Regions from separate parts of the Macaca mulatta genome. Here region 1 is linked to region 2. Evidence: chromatin contacts called from public Hi-C data. All regions are on one chromosome and are shown on one strand. Each heading gives the region's core, a stretch centred on a gene start, on an enhancer-like site or on the middle of the called end of the contact. The rest is flanking DNA. Distances are from core to core; before and after follow the strand shown. Region 1 holds the start of TP53INP2 (tumor protein p53 inducible nuclear protein 2). Region 2 holds the start of MAP1LC3A (microtubule associated protein 1 light chain 3 alpha).

Region 1 (2,700 bases), core at 201-2,700, 140 kb before region 2:
CCAGCCCTGCCAGCTTCCTGGTTCTCACATTCCCAGTTCTGCTCCAGGGAGAACCATTCCCTTTAATAACTACAGCAGCTCTGCCCAGAATAGCATTTGTGCCCTAAGCCGTCCCTACCCCCAGCCCATCCTTGAGCAAACTCCCAGCAGGAATGGAGTTCCTGGTTCAGCCTCTAGGCCCATCCACTTAAGTCAGAAACTCTCCTTATCCTATCCCTTTTCCTATACTCTCTGTGGGCAAAGGTGAGGAGGGAGCAGCAAAACACTTGGAGTTGTCTGCACTAGGCCAGGTCAGGCCCTTCCTAGCTGACAACCTAGGAAGTTGGGGAGGTAAAGGGCCAATAGAGGGAACCCTCACCCCACCCTCCAACCCCAACATCAGCCCTGGAGACACCCCGAGGCAGCCAACGACTCACCTCTCTGTGATCCAAACAGCTGGGAGGCAGCGATTTTATTGGACTCTAGGACTCCAAGGTACAGTGAGGACAGAAGGGGTCAGGACCACAAAACGTGAACCAATCTCCAGAGATTCCCTGGAAAAAGGTCCAGGAGTAAGGAGACCTAGGAGCCTATCAAACCGTGATGAGGCTGAGCCCAAGATCAGGTCCCCAGCGAAAGGAAGATGTGTATCTTACCACTTGTATTGAGCCTCTATTATGTCTATGCCCCTGGCTAATAATGCATCTGTCACTCAGTGAGCATGACTCTAATTGGTTGTGTGACCTCGAGTGAGCTAATTCTCCTCTCTGAGCCTGTTGCCCCTTCCATGAACTGGGGTCTAAGACCCCTCATTTTGGGTCTGGGAGTGACATCAGCTAAGGCGCTGCACACAAATCAGGGATTAGGAGGATGTTATTCTGTTAGTCCCTGGGGGCGGAGTCTGGAGCCGGAGGGAGGGGATCCCACCACCATCTGGTGCTGTACCAACCACCTGGAGTCCAAGGTAGCCCCGAACTCCTGACGACCCCCTCGACCTAGGCCCAGCAGCGCCGTGTGACTCCTTCTCAGGTTGCAAAGAGAAAGTAGGGGATCAGAGGCCTGACCCCAGCCCCTGGATTAGCCCTAGGAAATCGCCGACCCCCTGCAGCCCCCTTTGGATTGCAGCGTCTCACCCAGGGCCCAGCCCCGACACAGCGGCTACCGGGTCACGGGAGGACAAGCGACCCGAGCCTGTGGGGGCGGTGCCGGCCTTGGTGACGTCTCAATGTCATATGCAAATAGAACGACGTCATGGTCTACCGGGCGTGCGGCAACCAATTGGGAGCCGGGAACGCGGCCCCGGCGGCCGCCGGCGGAGAGAGACAAAGGCCTGGGCGCGGGGGGCTCAGGGCGTGTCCGTGGCGGGGGAGCCCCCTAGGCCCACCCGGGTCGGGACTCACCTGGGGGCGGGAGGGGGGCGGCACGGAGTTGAGGTAGTTGTGCGGCGGGGCGTCCCAGGGTCGCCGGCCGCTCACAGGCCAGGCCGCATCGCGGGGGCTCGCGGGGGAGGCGGCGGCGGGGCCGCGGTCGCTCCGGGCTGCTGAGCTCGCCCGCCGGGCTTTGAGTCTGTGCGGCCGCTGCGGCGGGGCTCACGGCACAAATTGGAACGTTCAAACAGCTGATTGTGATGTCACAAAGAGGCCCGCCCGCCTCGCGTCACCGGCTGGCGGGGCGGCGGCCAATCCCGGGCTGCGGATCCCCCCCGTCCCGCCCCTCCCCTCCCGGTTTGCGGGCCGGGCGCTCCGGCCGGGAAACGTTCTCGGAACCGGGAGGGTGAGTGTTCGGGGAGGCAGCTGCGGGGAGCTGGGAGCCCTGCGCCGCGGCGAGCTCTCCGCGAGGAGGATCTCCACTCCCTCCTACCGGCTCCTCATTTTCCTGACTCTTCCCGGATCGAAGCACCCTCACCTCTCCCACTGCTCCCCAAATCCTTTCACTGCATCCCATGTCCAAGTCCCGCGATGCGGACCCTGTTCTTGATCCACACCACGTCTGTGCACCTCCATTCTCCCCACTGCCCTTCTCCCTGCTCTCCCTCCCTCCTCGGGCTCACACTTTCTGCTTTCCCACCCCGGTTTTTCTTCAGCTCTGCAGGCTTGAGAGAAGAGGGGCATCCCCCACCCCCGGTTCCGGGGGAGCATCTGGGAATGTAGAGAAGTTTGTGAAGCTGACGGGAAATTTCGCAGAGTAGGACTTGAGAGGAATTGCCCTGTGCTGAGTAAACATTGACCTGCGAGGGCTCTGCACTTGAACGTTTTCACACCTTACTTAATCCACGTTGCTACTGGGGCTGTACAGAAGCGGCAGGACAGGGGCTGATTAGGAGTCCTGATTTACACGTGGGGAAGCTGAGCCTCACAATCTCACTGTTAGCGTGTGAACTCATATTCAACAATGCATTCAACATTTATTAGGCACCTACTTTTGCACCACCATACCACTAGCTGACATGTATTGAACACTTACTGTGTGCCACGACCTGTGCTATGGTGCTTTATGTGTGTTTTTTTTTAATCTTCACAACAACCCCAAAAGGTGGATATTTTCCCCGTTTTACAGTTGAGGAAACAGACTCACAGAGCTCAAGTGACTTTCCTAGGTCTCAAAAGTACAGTCAATGGCAGAGCCAGGATTTGAACCTATAGCTCCCAGCCCTGACCCTCTCCATTCTCTACATGCACCAGATGGTCTAAACCTCAGGGCGCTTCAGGCTCCCCAGAGTCC
Region 2 (2,700 bases), core at 104-2,603:
GGCAGAGTAGGTGGGTTGCCCTCTGACTAGGGGGGCACATGCCTGCCCAGCCCACCACGGCAGAGGCAGCTCAGTTCAGGAACCAGGAGCTCTCTGGGCAGGGCCTGACCGGGCCCCCCCCCACTCCCAGGCCGACCCCCCTACTGCTGGCTCAGAAGCCGAAGGTTTCCTGGGAGGCGTAGACCATGTAGAGGAAGCCGTCCTCGTCTTTCTCCTGCTCGTAGATGTCCGCGATGGGCGTGGACACGCTCACCATGCTGTGCTGGTTCACCAGCAGGAAGAAGGCCTGCGTGGGGTTCAGCTGCAGGCGGCGCCTGAGGCAGGCGGGAGAGTATGTGGCTGTAAGGGGCTTGGCTACGGGGCAACGTAGCCCTGACCCCCAGAATGATTCCCAGCCTTTCACACCCATCCTCACCCCACCTGTCACCTCTGACCCGGCACCGACTGCAGCCCCGACCTTGACCTTTCCAGCCGCCCCAGAACAGGGGTCCACCACCGGTCCCATCACCCCTGACCCCTTCTCGGCGGGAACCCGTCTCCCTTCCCGACCCAAGCCACCACCTGGCAGCGGCTGCCCACGCACCGGATGATCTTGACCAACTCGCTCATGTTGACATGGTCCGGGACCAGAAACTTGGTCTTGTCCAGGACGGGCAGCTGCTTCTCACCCTTGTAGCGCTCGATGATCACCTGGGAGCAGGGCGGGCGGGCAGGGGGTTGTGTCGGGGACGCGCGAGGCGGGGCCGGGGCAGGGCTGGGGGTGCAGGACTTACCGGGATTTTGCTGGGGTGCTGGTCGCGGATCTGCTGTACCTCCTTACAGCGGTCGGCTGCGGACAGCGGCCAGACCGTGAGGCCGGGTCGGCCCGGCCCAGGTCCTCCCCACGTCTCCGCCTGCCTGTCCCCAAGGGGCGGCCCCCGGCCACGCCCCAGCTCCAGCCCCCGCCCCCGGGGCCGTCAGGCCCCACAGCCCCTGGCACCTATCGTGGTGGGGAAGCAGGCAGCCCCCGCCCAGGCCGGAGCCAGCCTCCCAGCCCGAGGGTCCAGCCGAAGCCTGACGTCACGGGGCTGACGTCACCTGCGGCAGTCTGGGTCGGCCGGGCACCCCCCCTCCCCGGCACCCCTACCCCGAGCTCACAGCTCGCCTGCCGGGCCTCACCGAAGCTCCGCCGCTGCTTGAAAGGCCGGTCGGAGGGCATCGCGCGGGCCCGGCTGGGCGCGCAGGCCGGGGCTCTGGGGCGCGGAGATGTGGCTGCGGTTTGGGGGCTCCGGGGGCTCCGTGCCTCGCGCTCAAGGGCTCCGGCGCTCGCGCTGAGCACGGCGGCGGCGGCTGCGGGAGGTAACTCGCCCGGTGACGTCAGGTCACAACATTCCTTAAAGGGGAGGCCGGCGCGCAGCTCCCATTGGGCCGACGCACAACCCGCCCGCCCGGACCCGTGACGTCACGGCGCAGAGAGCCTGGGTCCCCGGCCCGGGACACGAGAGGCGGGGCTCCTGGGCGCGTCACAGTCCCGTGACGTCATGAGCAGCGCGGGAGCCTCTCCCGTGGCCCCGACTCTGGTGAGGCCGGGAGAGCGGTGGGGCCGCCCTGGGCCGATGGAGCGGGTGGGCCAGGCTGCAGCCCCGTGGCACCACTTCCTTCCCTCACCGAGTCTGTGTCAGGACTGACCCGCGGCTCTGGGCACCGTGGGAAACAGCGGGAGCCAAAGGCCCGGCGCCTTCAAGGGGGCTCAGGGCAAGAGAAGGGAGAAGGTGCGGGAGGCACAGTCAGACACAGGATAGAGCAAGACGCTAGAAATGAACGCCCAGGTTTGAAAAAGAATAATATAATTGAAGAGTAGAGCTATCGAAATTCAGGTCTCAGAGGATGTGGCAAGAAGGCAGAGCAGGACAACAGAAGAGAAATCGTGGACCTGGAGGCTGATAGCAAGCAGCTTACCAGAGGACAGGTGATGGAGAATTAAAAGGAAAAGGCCACGGATGGCAACGCCAGGAGAACTCGCAGGCCGGAGCAGAGCTCCACAGGCGAGCACTGAAAGACCTGCAGAGGCAGTTCCTGAATGAGAGCTGTCAGAAATGATGCTTAAAATCCAGAGCAGAAGGCACAGACCGAAGATCAACATCTTTTTTTTTTTTTTTTTTTGAAAGGGAGTTTCGTTCTTTCGCCAGGCTAGAGTGGTGCGATCTCAGCTCACTGCAACCTCCGCCTCCCTGGTTCAAGCGATTCTCCTGCCTCAGTCAGCCTCCTAAGGAGCTGGGATTATTAGGCGCCTGCCACCACGCCTAGCTACTTTTTATGTTTTTAGTAGAGATGGGGTTTCACCATGTTGGCCAGGATGGTCTCGATCTCCTGACCTCGTGATCCGCCCGCCTCAGCCTCCCAAAGTGCTGGGATTACAGGCGTGAGCCACTGCGCCCAGCCGCCAAAATAATTTTTAAAGAATGTACTTCAGTATCAAAGACATGGAACCCAAAAGGAAGAAATTAGATGGAAAAATGGTGAGCAAATTAGTAAACATGTCAGTAAATCTAAACAAGTATTTAATATGCAACATGAATAATGGATAATCTGTGGGCCACAGAAACAAGATGCATGAGACAGAAGAACATGGGAGACTGAGAGGGCAATCAGAGTTAAGGTGTTTTAGGAAGTTCGATTTGAGAGGGGGATAAAGAGACTAAGCATTCTCTGGCTTTGTAA

Evidence for each region. A called contact is a pair of places that touch in the nucleus more often than the background predicts.
Region 1: a contact with region 2 is called in a Hi-C map of fetal cortex germinal zone, with 2.0 times the contacts expected there. The contact joins the promoter of TP53INP2 here to the promoter of MAP1LC3A in region 2. A contact is called at or near these places in 2 of 14 Hi-C or Micro-C datasets (fetal cortex germinal zone and fibroblasts).

Annotation. Positions count from the first base shown.
Region 1 is chr10:87,488,370-87,491,069 of T2T-MMU8v2.0, reverse strand. TP53INP2 (tumor protein p53 inducible nuclear protein 2) reads right to left here and starts at 1,450. Exons shown (of 5, transcript NM_001257771.1): 1 at 1,380-1,450; 2 at 417-533.
Region 2 is chr10:87,344,244-87,346,943 of T2T-MMU8v2.0, reverse strand. MAP1LC3A (microtubule associated protein 1 light chain 3 alpha) reads right to left here and starts at 1,353. Exons shown (of 4, transcript NM_001261138.1): 1 at 1,159-1,353; 2 at 774-829; 3 at 584-690; 4 at 1-314. The coding sequence starts at 1,198. The coding sequence ends at 152.